Linked DNA regions of Mus musculus: regions 1, 2, 3, 4, 6 and 7 are each linked to region 5. The links are chromatin contacts, called in public ChIA-PET, Hi-C, HiChIP or PLAC-seq and promoter capture Hi-C maps. All regions are on one chromosome and are shown on one strand. The core of a region is the stretch at or near the end of the contact, and the rest is flanking DNA. Distances in the headings are between cores, read along the strand shown.

What was found. Promoter capture Hi-C pulls out the DNA fragments that hold promoters and counts their contacts. A called contact is a pair of places that touch in the nucleus more often than the background predicts. ChIA-PET counts read pairs in DNA pulled down with a chosen protein or histone mark. HiChIP or PLAC-seq counts read pairs in DNA pulled down with a chosen protein or histone mark.
Region 1: a contact with region 5 is called in a promoter capture Hi-C map of hippocampal neurons, with 3 times the contacts expected there. The contact joins the promoter of Dnaic2 here to the promoter of Fdxr in region 5. A contact is called at or near these places in 4 of 39 promoter capture datasets (frontonasal cranial neural crest, hippocampal neurons, liver and 1 more) and 1 of 115 datasets of contacts at active chromatin or transcription factors (pancreatic cancer cells).
Region 2: a Hi-C map of the G1E-ER4 cell line shows a contact between it and region 5, with 7 times the contacts expected there. The contact joins the promoter of Ttyh2 here to the promoter of Fdxr in region 5. A contact is called at or near these places in 5 of 484 Hi-C or Micro-C datasets (the G1E-ER4 cell line and embryonic stem cells) and 2 of 115 datasets of contacts at active chromatin or transcription factors (memory CD8 T cells and pancreatic cancer cells).
Region 3: a contact with region 5 is called in a FOXA1 HiChIP or PLAC-seq map of pancreatic cancer cells. The contact joins the promoter of Smim5 here to the promoter of Fdxr in region 5. A contact is called at or near these places in 1 of 39 promoter capture datasets (pre-B cells) and 1 of 115 datasets of contacts at active chromatin or transcription factors (pancreatic cancer cells).
Region 4: an H3K27ac HiChIP or PLAC-seq map of regulatory T cells shows a contact between it and region 5, with 4 times the contacts expected there. The contact joins the promoter of Mrpl38 here to the promoter of Fdxr in region 5.
Region 6: an HNF4G HiChIP or PLAC-seq map of pancreatic cancer cells shows a contact between it and region 5. The contact joins the promoter of Wbp2 here to the promoter of Fdxr in region 5. A contact is called at or near these places in 1 of 39 promoter capture datasets (pre-B cells) and 1 of 115 datasets of contacts at active chromatin or transcription factors (pancreatic cancer cells).
Region 7: an RNA polymerase II ChIA-PET map of memory CD8 T cells shows a contact between it and region 5, with 9 read pairs. The contact joins the promoter of Sap30bp here to the promoter of Fdxr in region 5. A contact is called at or near these places in 2 of 39 promoter capture datasets (frontonasal cranial neural crest and pre-B cells), 1 of 484 Hi-C or Micro-C datasets (CD4 T cells), 2 of 115 datasets of contacts at active chromatin or transcription factors (memory CD8 T cells and regulatory T cells) and 1 of 9 other capture datasets (liver).

What each region holds. Positions count from the first base shown.
Region 1 is chr11:114,725,857-114,729,327 of GRCm38.p6, forward strand. It overlaps Dnaic2 (dynein, axonemal, intermediate chain 2), which reads left to right and starts at 1,563. Exons shown (of 13, transcript NM_001034878.3): 1 at 1,563-1,919.
Region 2 is chr11:114,673,324-114,676,856 of GRCm38.p6, forward strand. It overlaps Ttyh2 (tweety family member 2), which reads left to right and starts at 2,145. Exons shown (of 14, transcript NM_053273.2): 1 at 2,145-2,349. The coding sequence starts at 2,221.
Region 3 is chr11:115,898,727-115,901,921 of GRCm38.p6, forward strand. Smim5 (small integral membrane protein 5) reads left to right here and starts at 1,413. Exons shown (of 3, transcript NM_183259.3): 1 at 1,413-1,616. All of the region lies in intron 7 of Recql5 (RecQ protein-like 5), which reads right to left.
Region 4 is chr11:116,137,247-116,140,423 of GRCm38.p6, forward strand. Mrpl38 (mitochondrial ribosomal protein L38) reads right to left here and starts at 1,622. Exons shown (of 9, transcript NM_024177.3): 1 at 1,465-1,622; 2 at 1,196-1,375. The coding sequence starts at 1,531.
Region 5 is chr11:115,275,560-115,278,941 of GRCm38.p6, forward strand. Fdxr (ferredoxin reductase) reads right to left here and starts at 1,410. Exons shown (of 12, transcript NM_007997.1): 1 at 1,250-1,410; 2 at 520-623. The coding sequence starts at 1,328. It overlaps Fads6 (fatty acid desaturase domain family, member 6), which reads right to left. Exons shown (of 6, transcript NM_178035.5): 6 at 3,068-3,382.
Region 6 is chr11:116,085,041-116,088,477 of GRCm38.p6, forward strand. Wbp2 (WW domain binding protein 2) reads right to left here and starts at 1,955. Exons shown (of 8, transcript NM_016852.3): 1 at 1,827-1,955. The coding sequence starts at 1,885.
Region 7 is chr11:115,932,391-115,935,745 of GRCm38.p6, forward strand. It overlaps Sap30bp (SAP30 binding protein), which reads left to right and starts at 1,269. Exons shown (of 11, transcript NM_020483.3): 1 at 1,269-1,391; 2 at 2,976-3,085. The coding sequence starts at 1,286. It overlaps Recql5 (RecQ protein-like 5), which reads right to left and starts at 1,102. Exons shown (of 19, transcript NM_130454.2): 1 at 399-1,102. The coding sequence starts at 528.

The DNA.
Region 1 (3,471 bases), core at 313-2,812, 550 kb before region 5:
AGTCCATTATCATCATGGAGGGAAACATGGTGGTACATGGACAGACATGATGCTGGAAAAGTAGCTGAGGGCTACATCCTGATCCACAGGCAGCAGGAAAGGAGAGAGAGAGAGAGAGAGAGAGAGAGAGAGAGAGAGAGAGAGAGAGAGACTGGGCCTGGTGTGAGCTTTTAAAGCCTCCAAGCCCACTCCCAGTGACATACCTTCTCCAACAAGGTTCTAATCTTTTCCAAAAAGCTTGTCCATCTGGGAACTAAGCATACAAATATATGAGCTATGAGGGTGATCTCATTCAAACCTCACAGGGGATGGCAGAGAGAGTGCCTTGCTAAAATCCCATGATAAATAAAGAACCAACCTCGGGTCCCAAATGCTCTTAAGGAACACCTCTGGGAAAGTATATACGGTTCTGTAGTTTTCTTTCTCTTTAAAAAATTATATTGTGGGCTGGAGAGATGGCTCAGAGGTTAAATACACTGACTGTGCTTCCAGAGGTCCTGAGGTCAATTCCCAGCAACCACATGGTGGCTCACAACCATCTGTAATGGAATCTTGGTACCCTCTTCTGGCATGCTGACAGAACACGGTACTAAATAAATAAATAAATCTTTTTTTAAAAATCATATTGTGTATGTGTGTGTTTGTGTGTGTCTTACATAGCACAAGTATGGAGGTCAGAGGACAACTTAGAGAATTCAGTTCTCTCCTTCACCATGTGTGTCTGGGGCTCAACCCTAGGTCATAGAAGTGGTAGCAAGCCCCTTTCTCTACTGAGCCATCTCACCAGTCCTAGATATAGGACTCTACCTCCCTTCTTTAATTCTTTTTAAATTATTGATGATGATGATGATTGTGGGTGTGCTACATGACACAGATCAGAGGACAACTTTGTGGAATCCATTTTTTCCCCCATTTTTATGTGGGTTCTAGGATGTGAACTCTGCTTGTCAGGCTTACCCAACAAAGTGCCTTGTACTCAGCCTGTCCATCAATCCCTCCCACATTTTCTCACTTCCTTGCCTCAAGCTCATGAGAAACACATCTCTCTTTGTGTCATTCATGTGTCCATCAGCTAGCTCATTCATTCATGCAATGAAACCATATTTACAACGTGCCAGCCGCATAGCTAAGCCATGCTTGCATGCATTGAGCCTGACCCTCAAGGAATTTCCATTCCAGAGATGAATTCAGAAGGGTGGTGGTGCAAGGGATACGTTAACAGAAGAGACCCGGACATTGTAGCAGTGACAAATCAGACATGATCCGAACTGACCCAGGTGCGGGGCTTCCCACGCTCTGGTCACTTTGATTGCGTTTTCGGGGGATACGGGAGTGGGGGAGGGACTTTGCTGGGTATAGACTGTAGACTTGGGTAGGCATTTTGGCAAAGCTTTGGTTAACTTTCCTCCACCTCTTCCGCAGACCTCCTCCAGAGAAGGAAGGAGAGAAGGGGGTGCTTCCGACTAGCGGGACCAGAGTCACGTGCTCCAGATCGCCTTCCGAACTGCCGGCGTCTCGGCCCGGCCAGGGTTGCTAGGCAACTGGTAAACTCCGCAGCTCCCAGCCGTTTAAGCTGCGCTGGAGCTGGGACTGGTCTTGGGCGCTTCTCCTGGGCTGTGTGGCAGGAGGTGAGCCAGGATAAGGGGCGGGCGTCCTAGAGGACGTCCAAGCCCGAAAGAAGACCTGGCAAAAAGAGGGAAAAGCTCTCGAGGGTAATAATCACCAACAGTGCAAGAAATCTCGGAGAACTGTCAGGTGCTGGAATCAGCTCATTCTGCTGCATTAATCCTCGCTGCCCTGAATATTCTTCAAGCTCCAGGACCTCCTCAGCCTCCAAGCACCTTGCCTTCTGCACTTCTCCACCAGGCCCTGACCCGGGCTGTGACCCGGAGTGGGCGGGACCTCTTTCTGGCTTTCAGGTGAATGGAACAAAATTTCAAGCCCAGGAAGGATGGGTTGTTAAGAAGAGAGCTTTCAGTTAAACGTAGGGAGGGGGATAGGGATAGGCCGGTAAACCCTGCACTCCTGTAAACTGATGCAGGAGGATTACCAAGAGTCAGAGAGCAACCTAGACTACTCAGTGCGCTCTAGGCCAGTGGACTCAGAGTGAGAGCCTGTCTCAAAGACTAAGAGAGGGGGCTGGAGGACTGTCTCAGCTGCTAAGAGTGAGTGCGCTCTTGCAAAGAACCGGGAGTTTGATTTCCAGCACCCACATCAGGTGACTCACAACCCCTGAAACTCCAACTCCAGGGGATTTGGCACTTCTGGCTTCCACCCCACCTGCACTTGTGTGCACTTACACACACACACACACACACACACACACACACACACACACACACACACACACGATTAAAAATAAAGTGAAATTAAGAAAAATAAAATGGAGGGCGTAAAATGGGAGATCACAAGAGTCTTGTGGACTGAGCACAGGTACTGTATGTAAATGCACCTTTTCTTTTGCCCCTCCATCTGGGAGTTGGCCTTTCATCTACATTTAGGGTCAGGAGACCATTTTCCTAACCTTGTCCAGAAGGTTCACAAAGACATTGGAAAGACACAGGAGCCCTTCCATCTGTATTCCTCACTCAAGCACGGCTCTACAATTCCAGGCACACAAGGGACAAAGGGTGACCCTCCTCCTGGCCCCCTTCCCATACTGACACCTCTGTTGCCTGCTATTTCCTGGCCCTTCCTCCCAGCTGTGTACCATGCTTTCCGCTCAACCACAAGGGGTTCTCTCTAGGAACGACTTTGCTCATTATCCTCGCCTGAGGCAAGTCTTGTTGTTTCTGTTGGGCTAGGGTGCAGGAAATGATCACATGTTTTGGTGTTTGGACCAGGGTATAGCGGTTCTTTGTGACCCTGGATTTGAGACTCAGTGGGGCTGGGTGTAGCTCAATGGTAGAGCACTGGCTGATATGTGTAAGGTTCTAAGAGTCCATATTTAGCTCTGTGTGTGTGTGTGTGTGTGTGTGTGTGTGTGTGTGTGTGTAAGAGGGAGGAGGAAGAGGAAGAGAAAGAGAGAGAGAGAGAGAGAGAGAGAGAGAGAGAGAGATTATGATACTGCATGCTTCTGGAAGGTTCCCACGGGGGCAATGTTCCCCTGAAACTCCCAAGCAACAATACTCCTGATGTCCCCTTGAAGACACCCTGCTCAGACCCTCTTTGGGGAAGCCTCACCCTGGAGCATTTGTCTTCCAAAAGAGGAGAAAGAGCACTCTGACACTCTTGGCTGACCTAGCCATTTATCTTTGCACCCTGTTAGCTTGTGAGAAAAGAGCCTGCTCTGGGGCTTTGAGTATGCTGTCTTCTTGTCACCAGGCTAGCCTTTAAATGTCCCCTCTGTCTGCCTCCAGACACAAGACAATGCCTCCGTTCTCCACGAGGGCTTGGCCTCGGGAAACACCAAGTAAGAAAGCAGAGCTGTTAGAATCGGAGCGGGACTGAGGAGGCTGGTGTTTTTCTTTC
Region 2 (3,533 bases), core at 895-3,394, 600 kb before region 5:
GGTCTGCTGAAGGCACTTTTTCATGCAGCGCCTCCTACCCTGCCAATCCTGAGTCACTTAGGGTGTGCTTCTGCGGTCCAGGCTGGCTCCAGAGACTGAATAATGTCTTTGTGCCTTCAGGTGATGGGCTCACCAAGGCTGAGGGCCCAGCCTGCTCTTCAGTAGTACACTCCTGGTTGGCTTCCCTCACCTCTGCGTCAGCACACATCTGGAATGCCCTGGCACTGAGCTCTCCCTTGGTGGCCATGTATTTATTACTACTCCCTCTGACTCTGCACCAGGTTCAAAATTAACAGGGAAGTGAGCAGAGGCATCCTGGGGTCACTGAGGGCAGGTGTGCGGGACACCGGGCAGCACCTCCCTGCCCTCGGGATTCTGGCTAAGGCTGTATCTCTTGCCTGTGACTGAGGTTCAAGAGGGGCCTCTGGGAAGTTGCTTCACATTTCTCTGCTTGGCTACAGGGGTCTACATCAGGTCCTAAGGCTGAGGGCACCTAAGTCAGCCCTGTGCTTCAACTGCCCTCACTTCCCTTACAAGGTTCAGGCCAGCCTGGGCTACATTGTTCCAGGAAATCAGGACTATAGCAAGACCTGTCTTACTAGAAAAGACTGGGTGTAGGCCTATAAGTCTTAGCTGTACAGGGATGTGGGCTTTTCAAGTCCACAGAACATTTCCATCAACTCAGAAGCCGCTCCCCGACCCTGGCCACTGGGAAGCAGCCACAGCCCAGCCCGGCCCTTGCACTGCAGATCTTGGGGTTTCCTGACTGGATTCCCTTTCTCCCCTGCCCATTAGTCCCTCACCCCACAAGATTTCTACCCACCATGGAATCCTCTGGAGACATCAGCCTAACTGTTCCCTGTGGAGGCACCCCCCAAGCTAGCCACCCTCATGCCAGCTCAGGACAAAAGCACTGGACGTGTTTATAATCACCGAGGTTTAGAGCCTCCCCTCCCTACTAAACACGTGGAAAGACAGGAAACTGGAAAGAGACTTTGCTCATCACTAGGTGTCCTAGGCTCGGGAGGATTCCTAGACAATCCTGGACTAGCGAGACATCTGTGAGAACAAGGTGGGTTAGGGGGTTGATGGTGCCTCGGCTGTCCGGGGCAGATGTAGCAGCCAGGCTCTAGCAACTATAGAACAGAGCTGACTGTGAGAAGTCCTAGCGGCCAGGGAGCAGGGAAGCACTCCTAGCAAGGTTCTTTGATAGAGCAAGAGTGCCTGTTTTAGGGGCACCACAGCACCTAGTTAGAAATTCTCCCTGCCCTCTCTGGGGTCTCCTTTCCTTCCTCTGCCTGCAGCACTAAGCATCCTCCCTCCAGCTGGCTCCCCAGCGCTGTGCCCAACCAAGCCTGGCCCTGACTTGGCTCTCGAGTTTGCCACCTAACGTGTTGACTGGTACCTGCCCACCACCTACCTCCTGCTTAAGACCCTTGTGCAAGCCGGGCGGTGGTGGCGCACGCCTTTAATCCCAGCACTTGGGAGGCAGAGACAGGCGGATTTCTGAGTTCGAGGCCAGCCTGGTCTACAAAGTGAGTTCCAGGACAGCCAGGACTACAGAGAAACCCTGTCTCGAAAAACCAAAAAAAAAAAAAAAAAAAAAAAAAAAAAAAAGACCCTTGTGCTCCCAGCTTCAAGGCCAGGCTGCTCTACATAATGAGTTCCAGGACAGAAAGCATAGTGAGGCCCAGTCTGGGGAATAATTAATAATAATAATAGTAATAGTAGAATGAATTAGGGACTAGCCCAGCCTCCTAGGTAATGATTACTAATTATCCACTGGCTCTTTAGTCTTTTTTTCAAAATCTTGCCTTTTTTTTAAGATCAGGTCTCACATAGCCCAGGCTGGCCTCCAACTCATAACAGACCTGAGGAAGACCTTTGAATTCTTGATCCTTCTGCCTTACCATCCTAAGGCACGCACCATCAAACCTGGGCCACTATTCTGATGTTGATAGCAAGGATCAGGGCATGTTTTTGAGCCCAATTTCTGGAGTGGGTGTGTGTGTCCAGGAATTGGCTCAAGAGGAGGGGTGGGGCAGGGCCCGAGGTGGGGGCGGGACCTGAGCAGAGCCTCGTGCATGGTGGGGCGTGTCCTCGCCTAGGGCTGGATATGGGGCGGGGTTTAGGCGAGGCGGGGCCGGGTCGCTTCCGAGCCGGGTAGTGGTGGTAGCGGCGTTGGCAGGGGCAGTGGACCCGCTGCAGCTTGTGCAAGCCATGCCGGCGGCGCGAGTGGAGTACATCGCGCCCTGGTGGGTCGTGTGGCTGCACAGCGTTCCGCACCTCGGCCTGCGCCTGCAGCGAGTAGACAGCACCTTCAGCCCCGGCGACGAAACTTACCAGGAGGTAAGCCCATGAGCCGAGCCACGGAGAGGGACCCTTAGAGTGAGAGCCAGAGCCGGCCTGCGCTCGCCCAGGTCCCACTCCTTTCTCTCTTGCCTCGGCATCCCGCGCTCTCCGCGCTTCTCAGACCCCCTTGGTCCCCATTTGGGCCCTCTCAGCTCTCCCGGGTTCCTTGGCCGGGACGCTCGACCTAGCTGGAAATCTCGGAGTTGGTAAAGCTGGAAACACTGGGGAAGAAGAGGAAGGACGCGGAGGCTGCGCTCGGGTGGCGGGGGCTGAGCCTTCCAAAGACTTACAGTGGGGGTGGGGCATCTGAATCGGCGTGACTGGCGGCCGAGGTGTGTGGGTGCTTAGAGGTGCTGCAAAGTTCCCCTTCTGAGACTCCCGACACCAGACGATTTCTCTCCCGGCCCTGATGGCCTGAGAAAAAGTTTAGGCAGAAACCGACTTGAGTCTCCGGAGTCCTTTGCGCTCCTTTCCCCAGCCCCAGCCCCAGCCTGAAGGGTAGCAGCCACTGCCAATACCTCTGCCTTGGCTTCTTCACAAAGGCTGCGGGGCTGAAAGAAGCGGCGTGGGTGACTAATCTCTTGGATGCCAAAACCCCACAGCTGTTGGAGTCCAGGATGGAAGGTGGCTTCAGATCCACCCCGTCTCGCACCACGTCCAGCATCTACCCCGTCTGTTCTGGTGTTCCTTCCCTATAAACTTCTAGGCTCTGAAATTCTGAGGTCTTGGTTCCCGGGCCAGCTACCCTCCTTATCTTTATACTTCTTAACTGTCCCTGATGAAGGGGGACGTTCCCTTGCGGGTTTGGAGGTCAGGTCCAGGCTTCTGACCTCCTTTCCAGACCCTGCAACGGTCTCTCAGCAGATCTCAGCCGCGGTTAAACCCACGGCGGCCTCTGCGGCCCGGCTGAGTCAGTTCCCTCTGCTGGGTCAAAGATTCAGGGGCTGAGGCGACTTGGGAGGAGGCCCATTATTAGTTCAGAGCACTGTGCTCATGTTGGACTTTGACCTGCAGTGGTTGGCACGGTGTCCTAATCTCCATAGTGGGGCATCTGGCTGAGCAGGGCTTCTCTAGACTGCCCAGGAGTGGCTTCTTGTCCTCCCAGATTGTCCTCGTTCTGAGGCCAGGGGCTCCCGAACCGTGTGCTGTGCTCTGCCCAAGAAGAGCCAGTACCCCAGAGT
Region 3 (3,195 bases), core at 163-2,662, 620 kb after region 5:
CTAGTGCCAGAAATGTGGTACAGGGTTGGGAACCAGAAGAGACAGCGCGAGGCAGGGCAGTTTGAGTGCCCAGGCTTAAGATTAGCCGGCACTAACAGCTTTGGAACAGAGGGTTTTCTTAGTCTGAATACTGCTTGCGGATCTGACCCCACACAGCAGGCTACTGTAAGGAAAGCAAATTGCAATGCCACCTTCTAAAGAAGTAGGGTCCCTCCAGCAAAGTGAAGAACAGCCCTAAAACTGCATAGAAGTGGCAGGAAGACAGCTGAGACAGCCACTGGGGGGCGCTCTTGCAGCCAGCTCCCACTAACACTGAATATACACGACAAATGTTCCCTCTGCCTGTACAGTGGTGGCCTGTCCTGTCTCTGAGAAGCTTTGGCATCTAGGCACTGTGACCATATGGTTGTCTACACCCTGCCCCAAGCCCTGGCTCACTGGGGTTTTGTGCTCAGATTCAAAGGGCTCCATTGACTGCAGAGCTGAGGTCAGTCCTCCCCCTGCAGCCTGGTCTGCTGGTGGCAAGACCGACAAACGTTAATGGGCCAACAGAGCTGTCATGCAGACAGCTGAGCAGAACGAGACCAGCAGTGACCTTTCTCTTAGAAGGACCCAAGGCCCCTCACTAAAACAAGCAGGCTACTTTTCTTTCTTTCTTTTTCTTATTTACTTATTTTTTGTTTTTTTCGAGACAGGGTTTCTCTGTGTAGCCGTGGCTGTACTGGAACTCACTCTGTAGACCAGGCTAGCCTCGAACTCAGAAATTTACCTGCCTCTGCCTCCCAAGTGCTGGAATTAAAGGTGTGCACTACCATGGCCGGCGCAGACTACTTTTAGAGTATCTAGGATCCTCATCTTCCCCCCAGATGCCCCTGGGTAGATGGCAGAGTACCACACCAGAGGGCTGCTTGAAAGCTTGCTGACGTGCTTGGGTGATCCTGTAGCCCGGTTTTCTTTCTGGCAGAGGGCAGAGAGAGCAGCCAGAGTGTGGCCCAAGAGACAGACCAGGGTGGTCAGGGACACAAGCCAAAAAGGCCATCCAGAGGGTGCTGGGGCACCCAAGAGCGAGTCACTCCACCCTCTTCCTCTGGCAACCTCAGACGGAGCCCCCCGGGGTTATTTCCACAGGGAACCACAGCCAACCACTTCTGTCATTAGCCCAACCCCAGCCCTCCGCCTACAGCCTACAGCCTACAGCCTGGCTCAAAGGCAGGAGGAGGGCAGAACAGGAGGAAGAATAAGAGAGGGAGCCGTCTGGGGATCCAGAGAGCAGAGTGGACCTCTAGGCAGGGAAAGGCATAGGGCGTGAAGGGCAAGTCAAGCTCAGGGGAGGACTCCCTGGGCTCCTCCTCACAACTGTAATTTGACACCTAGATCTCCAGGACAACCAACAACAAAAAAGCTGAAGCGATGAGGCGCTGAAGCTGGACAGCAGCTGGCTGTCAGCAACCGGGAGCTAGCACCAGGAGGTGCCCGAGTGAGAAGCAGCCGCCTAGGCAGGAAAGTGGCAGCGCTGGTGAAGAAGTCAAAGGTGGTGGCCAAAGGACTTCCAGGAGGTACATAGAGGCTCTGTACTGGGACACCTCTTCGAGGCTCCCCACTATCTGAGCTCCCAGGTAAGAGACACTGGCTAGAGGTGACAGGATCGGGAAAGGAGGGCAGCCAGGGTCTCGTATCTCTGGCGAGGAGTCACAGCTTAGCATGAGCTCGGAGAGGAACGTCTTGGGGGATATATTAGGCCACTCTCCTATGGGAATTTAGTCACCTCCTCTGTGTGTATACCTGAGTGCTCTTCCCCTGGGACCTGGTACTAGAGAAGGGGGATGTACTGCTACTCGGTGTGTGGCACAGGGGCTGGGGGCTGCTGGACACATCCATTTAAACCTTTTCTATTCAGTGAGTTTAGGATATGGCCCCCAATCTTGCTGAGCCTCCATTTCCGAAAGGATTAGGGCTGAGCCCTCCCTGGTTCTCAAGAAGGCTCAGGACAAGGTGTGCCCAGCCTGCTGAATGGCCTCTGGCCCCAGGAGCTGGTAGAGCCAGCAGCAGAACTGCCTACTTGGATGCTGGACAAGAGCAGCAGCTTTCCTGTCTTTTGGAGTTCTGACCTGCTCACCGCTGTGTGCTTCCGGCTCAGGATCATCCTAGGGAGGAGTCTCTGCACCCACTTAGATTACCAGGACCCCTGATCCTCCTTTGGCAATGATCTCTGAAAACTGAGCCAGGGATATGCACCCTAATTCAAACCCCAAGTTTGGAAAGGAGTTTGTGACTACATGAATGAGTTTGGAAAAGACCCCAGAGTCTCTTCCACACTAACTACTGTAATGGTTGCCCCCAGACAGCTCTTCTCTTCAGTCCTTGTGCAGGGCAAGCACAACCTTCTTGGGCAGGGCCTCACGAGAGGAGGCTGCTAAGCCCTTCTGCCTCCTGTCCTCACACTGGGGTTCAAGTCCCCGTGAGACGTCCCTTCCAAAGCAAACACACTGTTATCCAGTAAGAAAGAAAAACATCATTCAGTTTTGGAAACCAAGGGGAGGGCCGAGAGTCTCTTTGGCTCAGCAGAGGGGGTGCACTCTGGTTTGTGTGGGACTGGGAAGCTAACTCCTGTGGTAATACTAACAAGTGTGCAACAGAGGGACTGCACTGCAGCTGAGCCACATCTGGGACACACAGGCTCCAGCAGTCCCTGAGCTCAGAGGGAGGCCCAGCTTCTATGGCTGCAGGAGAGGAGCTCGCTTAGTTTCTATTGGCCACCAGAGCAGGAAGTTCTCTCCATTGTCTAGAAAACTTGGGGACCAGGGCAGCAGAACCACCAAGGCTTCAAGCACCCACTTTTGACTCCAAACCGGAGCCCCAGCACTGATGGAGTTGCTCAAACACTCAACAGGCACAGTGGGCATCTCTGCCCTGCTGGTTAGGCTCTGACCTCTCAGGTCTCTCACATCTGTTGGTTATGTCTCATTCGAGATGCTCCTCAACGGACAAAAGGGGCTGAGAGCCCCCATGACTCTTATCAGGCACAGACACGCTGCTTGCCCTCATCCGTGTGGGGAGCTGGAGTTGGATGATCAAGTAGACAAGGAGGAAGTAGAGAAACTGTGGGACCAAGCTTCTGCTGTCTGGCCTACAGGACACTTACTATATAGCAAGAACCTCCATGTCCCATGCCACACCCAGGAACACTAATCGGTC
Region 4 (3,177 bases), core at 372-2,871, 860 kb after region 5:
TCATATCTCGGGGTTACTGGCAGAGAAGTAGACATAACAGTATTGAGTAGATATGTGCCCAGCTCTAGTGCTTTAAGGCTTTGTGACTTGTATCTAGGAGTTGAATGATCAAAGGTGAGTAGAAACCCCTGACTGAGATTAAATAATTATAACACTGGGCAGTGATGGCACACACTTTTAATCCCAGCACCCAGGATGCAGAGGTGGGCAGATCTCTGAGTTCAAGGGCAGCGTGGTCTGTATGAGTTCCAGGACAGGCAGGGCTACACAGAGAAACCCTGTCTTAAAACAACAACAAAGAAAGAAAGAAAGAAAAACAAGGAAAGAAAAACATGATTCAAAGGTGGTTATGAACACAACACACACCTAAGTCTTTTTTTTTGTTTTGTTTTTTTTTTTGTTTTTTCGAGACAGGGTTTCTCTGTTTAGCCCTGGCTGTCCTGAAATTCACTTTGTAGACCAGGCTGCACACTTAAGTCTTGGGTAGAGTTAGTAATAGTTTTAGGCAGATTTAAGGAGATGGGGCACCAGCTGGTGGCAAATGCTTTTAATTCCAAAACTTGGGAGGCAGAGAGAGGCAGGTGGATTTGTGGGTTGAGGCCAGCCTGGTCTATATAGTGAGGCCCTAATCTCTAGCCAGGCCTTGGTGGTTCCCAGCTGCACTCTCAGTTAACTGGGAGGCGGAACAAGGCAGTCCTCCATCATCCTCGTTACACAGTGAGTTCAAGGCCACCCTGGGCTAATAAGACCCTATCTCAAACAACAAAAACCAAAAAGCCAAATAATGCATCTTTTTGTTTTGTTTTCTTTTCCTTTTTTGTTAATTTTTTCTGTTTTTTGCTTTGTCTTCATTTTCTTTCGTTTTCAAACAATGCATCTTTACTACCCCATACTACCACCTCCATCCCCAAGACAGGGTTTTTCCGTGTGCTCTGACTGTCTTGAAACTCACGGTGTAGATTAGGCTAGCCCCTAAGTCAAGAGCTCCGTTTTCCTCTGCCTCCTAAACGCTGCGATTAAGTGCGTGGGCCTCCACCATCCGGCTGAGTCTCAGTTTTACAGACAGATTAAGCTATGCGTATATCACTTGGACGTTTGCTTAAATTCAGAACTACACGTCTGAGGGGCACGCAGGTCCTTCTCGTTCCGGGGGCCCACGGGGACCAAACTGGGGGAGAATACGTCGCTCCCGCACCTGTCTCCTTCACGAAATGCTCCCGGTAGGTCCGCCACCAGTGCGGGGCGCGCGCCTCCTGCTCCGCCCGGCGGCGGTACCGCTCGAAGCTCCGGTACTTCTCCAGCCGCTCCAGGTTGCTCACGTCGATGTCCTCGTTGGGCATGGGCCCGAGCGGGGGTGTCCGGCGGCTGAGGAAGGCTGCGGGCACAGACAGGGACGTCACGCAGGCTTAGGACCGCGACCGGAGCTACAGAGGCCCAAGAGCTCCACGACCTCACACCACTCACCCGAGGTGCTGAAGCCCCGGCATCTCCCAATTCCGAAAAACGCCGCACGCCACCAGGGCGCCGCCATCTTTCCCCCAGGTCGCCAAAGACGCCCGTAGGACCCAGACAGAGGTGGCCGGAGAGAAGCCTGCGCGTCCGGCGGGAGGCTCCGCCTCCATAGCCCCGCCCCGTGGGAGACCCCGCCCCCCGCCCCGCCCCGCCCCGCCCCGCGGTCTCAAGCTCCTGACGTAATGCTGAAAGTCCTGGGACCTTCCCATTGGCGCAAAGTCTAAGAGAGGTCTGATAGTGCGGGCCCGGAAGATGCCTGTTGGATCGCGCGGGGCTGAGAGCTGCCACTAGGAGGCAGCACAAAGGTACAGCTTCAAGAACAACTATGGGTTTTGACCCCAGGGATCTCACTCACCTTCCTCTGGCCCTGACACAGGGATTGATAGAGGAGGATTCTGGAGTCAGACTTGGGAATAAAACAGGTAATAATAGTGCTCGCTTCGCAGGATTTGCACCTTGGTGCATCTGTTCTCTCTTGATCATCTCCAATTCACAGTTCTAGTGCTCTCTACCGCTTTTTGACCCAGCCTCAGCCCTTCTGCCCTGGAACTCAAGTTTCCAGTATAGCAAAGCTCTACTCCTTCAGCTTCTCCCCAGATCACAAGGTGTCTGCTGTTGTTGTCTTCTCCTTCTGTGACCTGCCGGCCCCGAAGTGCTCTCTCAAGGAAGTCCTGACATCCCCAATCCAGGCCAATGACTGCTAGTTTTTTTGCTAACAGAAGTCTGACCCTTGAACTCACAGTGAAATGCAGTGAGGTCTCGATATCCAGCAGAAATGGCCACAGCTTAAATTCCACAGCACCCAGGCAGCTAAGCCTCTCACCATCACTTCTAATTCCTCCAATAGTGAGCAGCTGCTGTCTGACAAGTGTTGGAGTTCACAGGTCAGGACACCACAGCCTTGCCTTGAGGAGTTGATGGGTACTGAAGGGTTCTTGCTGAGTGTGAGGGGAACTGAACACTTGCAGGGTGTTCATATGGTCTCACTTGCTGTTTTATCCTTTTGTTTCTGAACCCTCTTATATGAGTCTCTCCAGCTCCTCTCTCTGCCCTTGTACTGCTGAAGAGTCATGGTGTCTCCACGAGTGGGTGGAGACTGCTCAGCTAGGTAGCCTGTTCTTCGTTCTGATTCTCCCTGTCTGGGAAGCTCTGAAGAGAGGATCTTGTTTGTATTTCAACTGTTTGAGAGACCTAACAAGGATTCACACATATCCAGCCTGGAAGCAATGGCTCTAACAATATTAATTTTAAATGAGCTAGGTTTTTGCTATATACCCCTGCCTACTTGGCAGTTATTTTGTAGCCTTGAACTCACGACAGTCATTTTTATTTTCTTGTATATTACATCCCAAACCCCAGTTTCCCCTCCCTCCTCTCCTGATTTCCCTGCCTTGGTCCACTCCTCTTCCTCTTACCATGGCCTCCCAAATGCTGAGATTACAGGCGTGTGGTGATACCACACTGCCTCACGTCAGAGATTTGAATTCTTCTTCACATCTTCCTGACACATGTCAAGGTCCCTGGGAGCACTTCCAGTGCCCCTCATGCCACCAGGTGCAGTTCTGCCCTCTGCTCCTTCCCCAGCAGGCAGTCTTCTGACACACTCACTCTTGCCCCCTCTCATCTAGATTGTTACTCACAGCCTCAAATTGGTGTTTGAGACAG
Region 5 (3,382 bases), core at 160-2,659:
TCCTAACCACGGAGCCTTCTCTGCAGTACCCCGCCCCCTTCCTCTTTTGCTTTAAGGTCTGAGACAGAGTTTCCAGTACATCTGGCAACCTTGAGGCCCTGTCTGGCAAGACTAATACTGAAAGCTTTGAGACCTTGGCCTTTGTGGAAGAGAATGGTCGTGGGGAGGGCGCAAAGCTGCAGACAAGATTGCCTTGAAATATAAAATGCTGGAGATAAAGAAGCGTAAAGATAAGGGGAGGCGAAAGCCATCCCATTAGACTGAAAAAGACTTCCCTACAAAGCAGAAGACAGCTGCCCATCTGTCCCCAACCACCATCCATGGAACAAATGCATGTCTCTCACAGCTGAGGACCTAGGGCGCCTCAGCTATACCTGTGGAATCAGTTAGAAAGAACACAGCTTACATTAGTCAAAAGCCCCTTCCTTGTCAGACAAACCAAAGGGCTGGAGCCTACCCCCAGAATTGGGACAAGAAATGAATGGTAAGAAGGGAGCCTGGAAGGAGTGCCTCGCTTACCTTTAACAAGTGTTGGGCTGTGTAGAAGCCAGCTGGGCCACTGCCGACCACACAGATCTGAGGGGTCTTCTCCTGTGTGGAGAACTTCTGGCAGAAGCCTGGGGCTAGGTAGAGCAGGGGACAGCAGGGTCAAACCAACACCCTCCTACCACCCCAAACCAATTCTGTCCAGTTGCACCTTGCCTTCACCCTCACCTGCATCTTCCTTTTTCCGTTCCTCAAAGCTTCACCATTTCATCTGAATGCCAGAGCTGTCTTTATCCAGAACCCCATGTCTCACCCATGAACAATAACAAATAATCTGCCCCAGACCCCCTTATCCCCCAAGCTGTCCTGCACAGCACTATCTTTCTTGAGAGGTTCCTTATGTGATCTCATGTCTTCATATGCCCATCACGTTTCTATTTTGCTTTTTTCTAGCCCTTCTTTCCCCCACAGAACTCTATTGCTCATCTCCTCACCTCGAATTTGCCTGTCACCTCCGTTCACCTCGTATCACACATAAAGACCTCATGGTCTATCCTTTTAGCCTTTACTGAGCTGTCTTACCCAGGACGCCTTACATCTCTTTGCACAGATCCTCCCCTCTCCATCACTCCCATTTCTCCCGCAAGAGCAGACACGTTCAGCTTTGCCCCTCTCCAGCCCCGCCTCAGCTCTGCTCGGACCCCCGCTCTTGATCACAGGCCTCCCCTCGCCCTGGTGCAGCCCCCAAGAGCCCTGCTCCTACTCGGAGTGCTCCTGGAGGGAGACGGCCGAAGCCCAGACCACGCGGACCAGCGCCACCAGTGCCAGCAGCGAGGAGCCATGGCTGAGAAGTGCAACCAGCAAGCGGAAGAGCTAGCAATGACTCTAGTGCTGAGCGCAGGTCCAGCAGCCCGCCGAGGACGCTCCTCTGGACCCGCCCATCACTGGAGCCCCGCCCCAAGCCTCGCCTCCCGCTTGCTTAGAAACATCAACTTGGAGACTTCACCAAGATTTCCGAAATAACCACGCCCCCAAAGAGAACCATGCCCCCATCTCGCCAAGGCCCCGCCCCCAGAACGTCCAATCCTCAAAAGCTTATCAAATTTCTCCGGTCTTCCTAGTACCTCCAGATGCCGGAAGTCTAGATTTGAAGAAACGCGAATCCCCTATGCTGTTTCAGTTGCTCTTGAAGAAGGGAGCCAATTGGAAAGGAGCTTACTTTATGTAAAGCTTGCCGCTCGCTGATGACGCAATGCCCCGTTGTCGTTGTTTGAGTGATTTTTGTATCAGCCAATCAGAAGGCCAGAGCCCGGAAGTCTCGTGTATCCGCTATTCTTGACTCCTCGATTTTTAAGTCTGGATGTTGAACTGATGTAGCCTCAAACAGCTACTTGTGCGTGTCAGAGAAGGACAAGTGTTAAACTCTCAAGAGCTTATTTCTAGTCACCCTCTTCCCACGATGGGGGAGGAAACACGCGAAGAAGTTCCCCCTCTGGCACTGAGACCAGAGCCCGACCTTCGACCCTGGTCCGACAGTACAGGGATCAGGGTGAGACCGTACCTTAGGGGGCACCCAAAAGCTCAGTAGTCAAGGTAAATCATTCATATTCCATGTTTTAAAAGAAAATTGATGCAAAGCCTAAAATCAATATCTTTTAAAAGTTTTTTCTAACATTTATATATTTTATTACATTATTTATGGGGGCCGGTGTACACTTGCCACAGCGTTCGCGTGGTGTGTGGTAGTCAGAGGACAGCTTATAGGAGTTGGTTCCCTCCTCTACGTGAATTCCTGGGTTTCAGACTCATTTAAGGCTGAGGGCAAGCAACTTTACCCTCCAGCCGACCCACACATGTTTTCTACACAAGAACAGGACCTGAAGAAGGGTGAATGCTTAATGTGCACATGATCCTGGTTTCGATTACACCACAAAAAATATAATTAAAATAAGGGCAGGACCCATTGTCACCTCTAACCAGACAAGCCCAGTGCTTCTCTGAGAGTCCTTCTCCTTCTTGGAAGACTAACCTGTCATCCTCACAACATCTGATTCTTGTTTATTCTTGTTGAAGATTGAACCCAGGGACTTACAAAATTGCTCTACGTTTTAACTGCCCCCTGCCTCGCCCCGCCCCGCCCCGCCCCTAGCTGAATCTTCTATTCCATAATTCAGGTACAAAGCTAGCCTGGGCTGTATACAGAGTGGCACCTGATCTCACAAAACAGTATGCCACTTGTTTTGTGAGAGGGAAATGGCAGTAGGAACGTGGTCATACCAATGGAAACTGGCTTGACTGACCTGACTGTAATCTGGAATTCTTGGGCCAGATGAACGGCTAGGTGACAGCTTGGTGAACTTCATGCTGAGTCAGTCCATTTCAACTTTCAGGCTGGTCTGCTGGAGCCTTGTGTAGGAGCTTAATAATCCAGAAGTTTCCCCTGTTTTGTATTTCATATTTTTTACACTATTTTAAGAATGTTTTTAGCCATGCTGCGGTGGCACTGGGGAGGCAGAGGAGGGCAGAACTGTGAGTTCGAAGCCAGCCTGGTCTACAGAGAGAAGACAAAAGAACAACAACAAAAATGAAGGTTATTTTTAGTTGAAGTTTGACATACAGAGAAGTGCATTCATTCCCACCATAGTTGATGGGTTATGAGACTGTAGGTGTAATAATGTGACCTACAACCAGACTGAGAACCAAAACTCAGTATCCCAGAATCCTCTGCTCAACTAATCACTCCCCACTTTGTTTGTTTGTTTTGTTTTTCAAGACAGTGTTTCTCTGTGTAACCCTGGCAGTCCTGGAACTCACTCTATAGACCAGGCCAGCCTTGAACTGGTAGAGATCTGCCTGCCTCTGCCTCCCTAGTGCTGGGATCAAAGGTGTGCACCAC
Region 6 (3,437 bases), core at 705-3,204, 810 kb after region 5:
CTGCCTCTTGAATGCTGGGACCAAAGGCATGCACCACCACCTCCCGGCAAGTTCACAGCTCTTATCTCTATCAGTGGTTTGTGAATTAAAGATTAATGTTTACAAGTTTAAATTCCAAAGTTTGAGCATCATACTTAAACTTCAATTATTGCTGACACATTTGTTTCAGAAGTGTGGCTCAAGTTATTCCTTAGAACCCTACTGGTAGCAATGAGCTATGAACCAGGTGCTGAGGCCCAGGAGGGTAGATACCACCTAGGTAAGACTCAGTTTAAGAGACAAAAAATTCCCAGTATGGTAGCACATGCCTTTAACCCCAGCACTCAGGAGGCAGAGGTAGGTGAATCTCTGTAAGTTCAAGGCCAGCCTGGACTACCTAGTGAGTCCTGGACAGCCAGGGCTCTATTACACAAAAAACACTGTCTTGGAAAAACAAACAAAAAGGAATCACTCCCAAATAATGAAACTAAAGAGCCCTGGTGAATTCCTTGCACTTAAAAGCCTGAGGTAGGAGGACTGCCTCAAATTCAAGGCCAACCTGGGCTACAGGAATGAAACCATACCTCAAAAACCAGAGAGACTGGTAGAAGTGGGGACAGTCATTAGATGGCATCAGAGTACTTGGCTCAGCCAAAGAACTGGACAAAGTATACCAGAAAACAATGTAAGGTTTCTCAGATTACAAGATAAAAAGGTTTGAGTTCGTATGGTTCCATTCAGCTGTCTCCTCCTGTCCCAAATATCCTTTCTTGGTGCAATAAAAGAGGGGCAGCTCAGGTTAAAGAAGTGGTCACCAGGCACATGTGCTGGCCAGCCCCTTCCCAAGACCTACGCACACGAGGTCAGCAGAACCTGGCCTTGTCACTGCCACCTTCTCCTCTGAGTCAGCTTCCCAGGTGACAAGTCCCAAGATGGGTGCCTGTCTACACTGGGTGTGGGCTCTGACCTCCATCATGTCTCTCTTGGCTCTCAAGTTAATCCAAGCCCGGATAGTGCAAGTCAGGAGAGTCAGAATTCCAAGGAACAAGAAACAAGAGGAACAGAGAAGCCCAGCAGTTCAAGGAGGGGAGAGAAAAAAAGAATCTTAAAGTTGGGAGACCTTTGTTCGGGGAACTGACACAAGCCATTAAGAATTCAAGAGAACCAGGCAAGAGACAAGCCTTTATAAGGGTCACCGGGTTAAGTAGTTGACAGACATTTAGTTCCACCACCTCTAGGGCCTCAGCCTTTCTTTTGGAACTTGAGAAGTTCTGGAATATACGAGAAAACTGTACAGGAGTAGTTAAGCCTATTGACTTTGGGGCCAAGTTACCTTCCTTCAATTCCCCTTCTGTTACTCACAGCACAATGGTCTAAGTTATTTTAACCTCATTAGGCGTCACTTGCCCTACCTGTAAAATGTGTCTAATAGTTTCTGCGGCACAGGATTATGTATTACCTAAGGTAGAGCTGACGCAGCATAGTAAAGACGTAGTGAACGCCTAATAAATAGCAACTATGTTTTAAGACTTCGTTTGGGAAGGGGTTCAAGAAATCACCCGTGGGCCTCACTCGGCTTCCCAAACAAACCCTGACACCATTCTCTGGCCCCACCCCCACCCATCACCCCAGCTGATCAGCACTCCGGCCCTCCCCAACGACCCACCCACTCCCTCCAGCCCCGCCTCCGGCCGTTACCACCCCTTTCTCCCTCTTTCCTCCCCCCCCACGCCCCCCCCCCCACAGCGCTCCATCAATTTCCTTCTCCACCATATCCCACCGCCCACCACACACAGTGGCCGACACCCGCCCTTCAAGTCTCCAGGATCCTTCCGCCGTGTTTTCACCTCTCAGTGTTGTTGACGATCACTCCGCCGCCCTCTGAGTGATTCTTGTTGAGCGCCATAGTCTCTCCCACTGGGGTCCCGAGACTCGCAACGCTCTGCGCTTGCGCTGGTCTTTGGCCCGCCTCTAGTGGCGTCGTTCGTATTACAGTCAGCCAATCATAGTTCCTGCGCGCAGGCTGACCAACCACCTGATCTGGACTGTCACGTGGGGAGAGTTTACTCCCGCTCTCCCTCCCCCAAGTTGCACCTGCATCACAAACAAGCAGCCAACTACAATTCCCAGCAGGCAGTGGTCCGGCAACCGCGGCCTCGCCCTGCGTTTAGTGACGAGTGCATTCTGGAATTTGTAGTCTTTTTTTATATTATAGGCCAGGCTAGAGATTATATTTACAAGACTACTTAAACATTTGTACGCCTCTCTCATCCTAGCTTCCTCATGTTAAGCAAACTCAATCGAAGAAATGTAACTTAAATTTGATGATCTGGTGTATGGTACATTTAAACATTACGTAACCAGCCGTCTTCATTTCCGCAACTGTCATGAGTAGTTCGCGCTTACATTTGGGTATTCATTGCAAACTTACAGAGCAGTGCGAGATGCAGTCCCTTCTACAGTGGACTGGCAAAGCCCGAAAAAAATAAAATACGCCACTTTAATCGACCCAGATCCAGATCCCGGACCCAGAGTCGGACTGTGAACTTCTGGGGACTGAGCGGTCCGCTCCCCACCCTCTTCCCCGCCCAGCACCTGCCGCCTGCCGCCTCGCGATGGCGCTGCTTCCTGCTCTGATCTAGCGGATCCCGCTGCAGAAGTTAAACAGCAGGGTTTAAACAGGACCTAGAATAATTGAGTGGACTGACAAAGCACATGACCAACCGCCAGGTAGGACTTTGAAAATACCACTGACTCGTTTCTGCTAGTGGGTGTCTCCCCACTGCGCTGTAGTGAATCTAAACTCCACCTCTGAGTTGTATCTTTCGCAGGGCTGTCGAGGGTTGGGAGAACTCTTCAGTTTCTGGGTGGCATCTTAGCGTACCTACCCTTAACCTTAAGACACCAGTGTTTGGTTTGAAGCAGACAGCATGGTGCCCTACATCCTGGAACATTGCCACAGATTTGAGGCCAGTTTGGGCTGCATAATGATTTCCAGACCAGCCTCAGCTGCAGAGTAAAACAGTTCTGGGAAATGGCAGGTACATTATTAACTCACAGTGCAAGAGACCCTTCTGTTCGCTTTGGGGTTGTTTGTCTGTTTGTTTGTTTGTTTGTTTGTTTGTTTGTTTTTCTAGGTGCACACTAATAAAAGTCAAATGGCTACAGATTTTTGTTTGTTTGGTTTTTGAGAAAGAGTCCTGAGATTACAGGTGTGTACCACCGAGCCTGGGTTTACAAAGTTATGATGATCAGTTGAGTCCAGTATTCATGCACATCACGAAAAGCACTGTTCTAAGCTGGACTATGTCCCTAGCCAGCCCAGCAGTTTTTAAAGAGCATAGTCCAAGATGGGTATTAGTAATGACGCAATCAGGGATCAGAGGTGAGAGGACGGCTGGGGGTTTGAGCCCTGGCTCCTTGTTTGTGTATTCAATTCCAAACCGTCCAGCGACTCT
Region 7 (3,355 bases), core at 19-2,518, 660 kb after region 5:
GACAAGAATGGGAATCTAGGAACAGAAGTCAAAGACAGACTGTCAGTCTGGCTATGAAAAAACCAGAAGTGTGAGTGGTTCTGTCCAAAATTTGTAGGTTATGATAGCCCACACCTGTAATACCAGTACTTAATAATCCAGAGGCAGAAGGACCGGCTCAAATTTGAGGCCAACTTGATGTATATAGAGAATTCCAGGCCGGCCAGGGCTACATAGACCATCAATAAACAAATAGATTCCCAGCAAATACCCACTAGCTTTGGTCACGAAAGAATTCCAAACCAGTGGTTTTCAAAGATTTCCAAAGGGTGAGGAGGTAGGAAGTTAAGAGGGTGTTGTGCCACAGAGCTACTACGGTACCGCCAGCAGTCTGCAAAACAGGTAGCTTGGTATGTTACCTTTCACTACAGCCATGGTCGCACTCTCTTGTAAAGGTGTTTTAAAAGAATCAAACCCAAAGACTTTCTTCAGGGTGCTCCGGACTCGCCGCTCCCGGTCGAAGGGAGTGGAGAAAGGACGGGCGCTCATCTTTGCAAAAAGCAGCAGCCAAAAGGTTAACGCAAAGGTGGGCAAAGGCAATCCCGAAAAAACCCTCTGCTCCACGTTAAAATATAGCCTATGTTTCTCCTGCCGAGTAAGCTGCTATGTTACACTTAAATATCTCATTCCCCAGCAGTAAAAGTGAAGGCTGAATTGCTTCACGCAATACATTCCTGAGGGATTAACATTACTTCTCCCTTTAATAAAAATAAAAACAATGAACTTTCCAGGTCAGGTGGACAGAGCTACAAATCGGACCACAACAAAGCCCACAAACGTCTTCAAAGTCGACCAGAGAACTTGGAATCCTTTTTCTAGGGTCCTTGTTCTAGAAGCGAAGCCATAGATACCATTCATCAAGGACGCCGACCCCCCGTTCCTCCTCTGAGCCCCCAAGTCAACAGCTCTCGCCCTTTGCCAGACAAATGCTCTCCAAGATGTCAGACCCCAGGCTCTTTTCGGTTGGCTCTGCAGCTTTCCAAAGAACACTACTCCCTAACTCGAACTCAGAAGCCAAACCGCCCGAGAAGTCAGCGAAGTAGAAGCCGCAAGACCTTACTTCCGTCCCGTGCTGATGACGTTTCCAAGAGCTGAGCATGGGGGCGGAGCCATGCCCAGACACAGCCCTTTTGATTGGTTGTCATTCGGGCGCGGAGTCTCCTGGGATCCGGAAGAAGTTGGTTTTCTCGCCCCTAAATTGGCTTATGAGTCATAGGCCTGAGCCACACCGCGCTGTGGGAGTAAGATGGCGGGGAAGAAAAATGTTTTGTCGTCTCTTGCAATTTATGCGGAATATTCAGACCCTGAATCTGATGGCGAAACTGGAGTCGACGCTGTAGGCGGAGCGACTGGTGAGACTTGAGCTGGAAAGGGGAGGGTCTGTTATGGTTACCAAATGCTACCTCTCTAGCGGGGCATGGGGAGAAGATGCTCTTTGTGCTCCAGGTATCGGGTCTTGGAACCCCAAAGCGCAGTGGATGTCCTAGGTCAGACAGAGCATTAGAACCTCTACTACAGTACGAGTGATCTCTCTTTCTGCGATCCTCTACGCAAGGCGTCATGCTGGCCAGAGGGTGGACCAAGGGGGGTACGCATCTGTCGAGACATCACTGTCTCGTTGTTTGATGGGGAAGAGAGGAGTGAAATGTACCTGGAGGATAGTAAAACTTGTGTTTCGTTAAGTTGGTAACTTTTAAGGAATCGTTTCTAAGTCTGCCCTAGAGTTTTTAAAAATGCATCTCTCCTAAGTGCATAATTCTGGGCTTTTTCATAGAATATGCTAGACAAGCCTTTTAAGGCGGTAGGGTGATTCTGTTGTTTGGTGAGTTTTAAAAGCCTATCGGTTGCCCTCAGACTGCGAAGCATAGAGGGAACAGATTTCTTGAAGGAAGCAAATTACCTGATATACCAGAGCTTTGGGTCTTCTTATCTGCAAAGTAGGGGCAAAACAATGAGGAAGACAGTCTTGTGCATAGAAGGCGTTTTTGAGGTTGCACATGAAACAAGATAGAGATGTGTGTGGTATGTCAAAACAGGAGTTTAAACGACCTGTTGGGCTGGTTCAAAGAGGAGAAGACTTTAACTGCCCTAATAGGCCAACAGCATGTAATAGTTCCCCAACCTTTGGAACTGCTGGGAACCAAACCCAGGGCCTTACACTCTTAGGAAAGCATCCCACTACTTTGTTACTTCCCCAGCCTGTCCTGAAAATATTAGAACATGAATTTAATGCTTGATTTTCTTTTCATATACATCTGTACATATGGAGTGGGCCTTGCATGTGAGTTCTGCCCATGGTGGACAGAGAGAGGCATCAGCTCTTCTGAAACTGGCATTTGTGAGCTGCCTGATGTGGGTACTGGAAACTGAACTGTCAAACTTACAGAGATCTGCCTGGCCCTGTCTCCAGAGAGCTTGAATTAAAAGCATGGGACACCAAACCCTGTACATTATGCACTCGTATAAGAGTCATCTTCCAATACCCCTGTTTTTGTTTGTTTTGAGACAGGATCTCCCTCTAGTCCTGACTGTCCTGGAACTCAGGCTGATCTAGAACTCAGAGATCCTCCTGCCTCTGCCTCCCAAGTGCTCGGTTCAAAGGTGTGCACCGCCATTCCTGGCACAACCCCTGGTCTTTTCTTTTTCTTTCTTTCCTTTTTTTTTCTTCCTCCCCCCCAACCTCCAGGCTGAGGACAGAACCCAGAGCTCTACCACTGAGCTAAATTCCCAACCCCAACCCCTGGTATTAAATTGTTCTTCCTAAGTACAAATTCAATCTGGGCCTATAGCCACTTACTTGAGACTTAGGTTCCCTTTTTATCTTCAGAAATAATCTTGGCCATTCAATTTTCAGAAACATTTTTACATTTCTCCCCTCTCCCCCTCTCTCTCCTTCTCCCTCTCTCTCCCCCTCTCCCCTCTCTCTCCTCTTTCAGAGGAGAAAGGTGGTTTGGTATCTGACGCCTATGGAGAAGATGACTTCTCTCGCCCAGGGGGTGATGAGGATGGTTATGAAGAAGAGGAGGACGAGAACAGTAAGCAGTCGGTGGGTAAATCTTCCAGACCCAGAGCTCTTGAAACACTCTTCCATTCCATGGTCAACTCTGTCCCTTTTCCCTTTTGGTTTGGAATCAGTTGGTACCCGTTGAGGATGTAGCTCATGGGAGAGGGCTTTGCCTAAGCATGTCAAGGACTTGATCCCCAGCACCACAGAAAGAAGAAAAAAGTTGAATTGGTTGGGTGGTATTAGCTCTTTTTGAAAGTTAAGTCGTTTTTTTTTTTTTTTTTTTCACCTGGACCACATTGTATTAGCTTT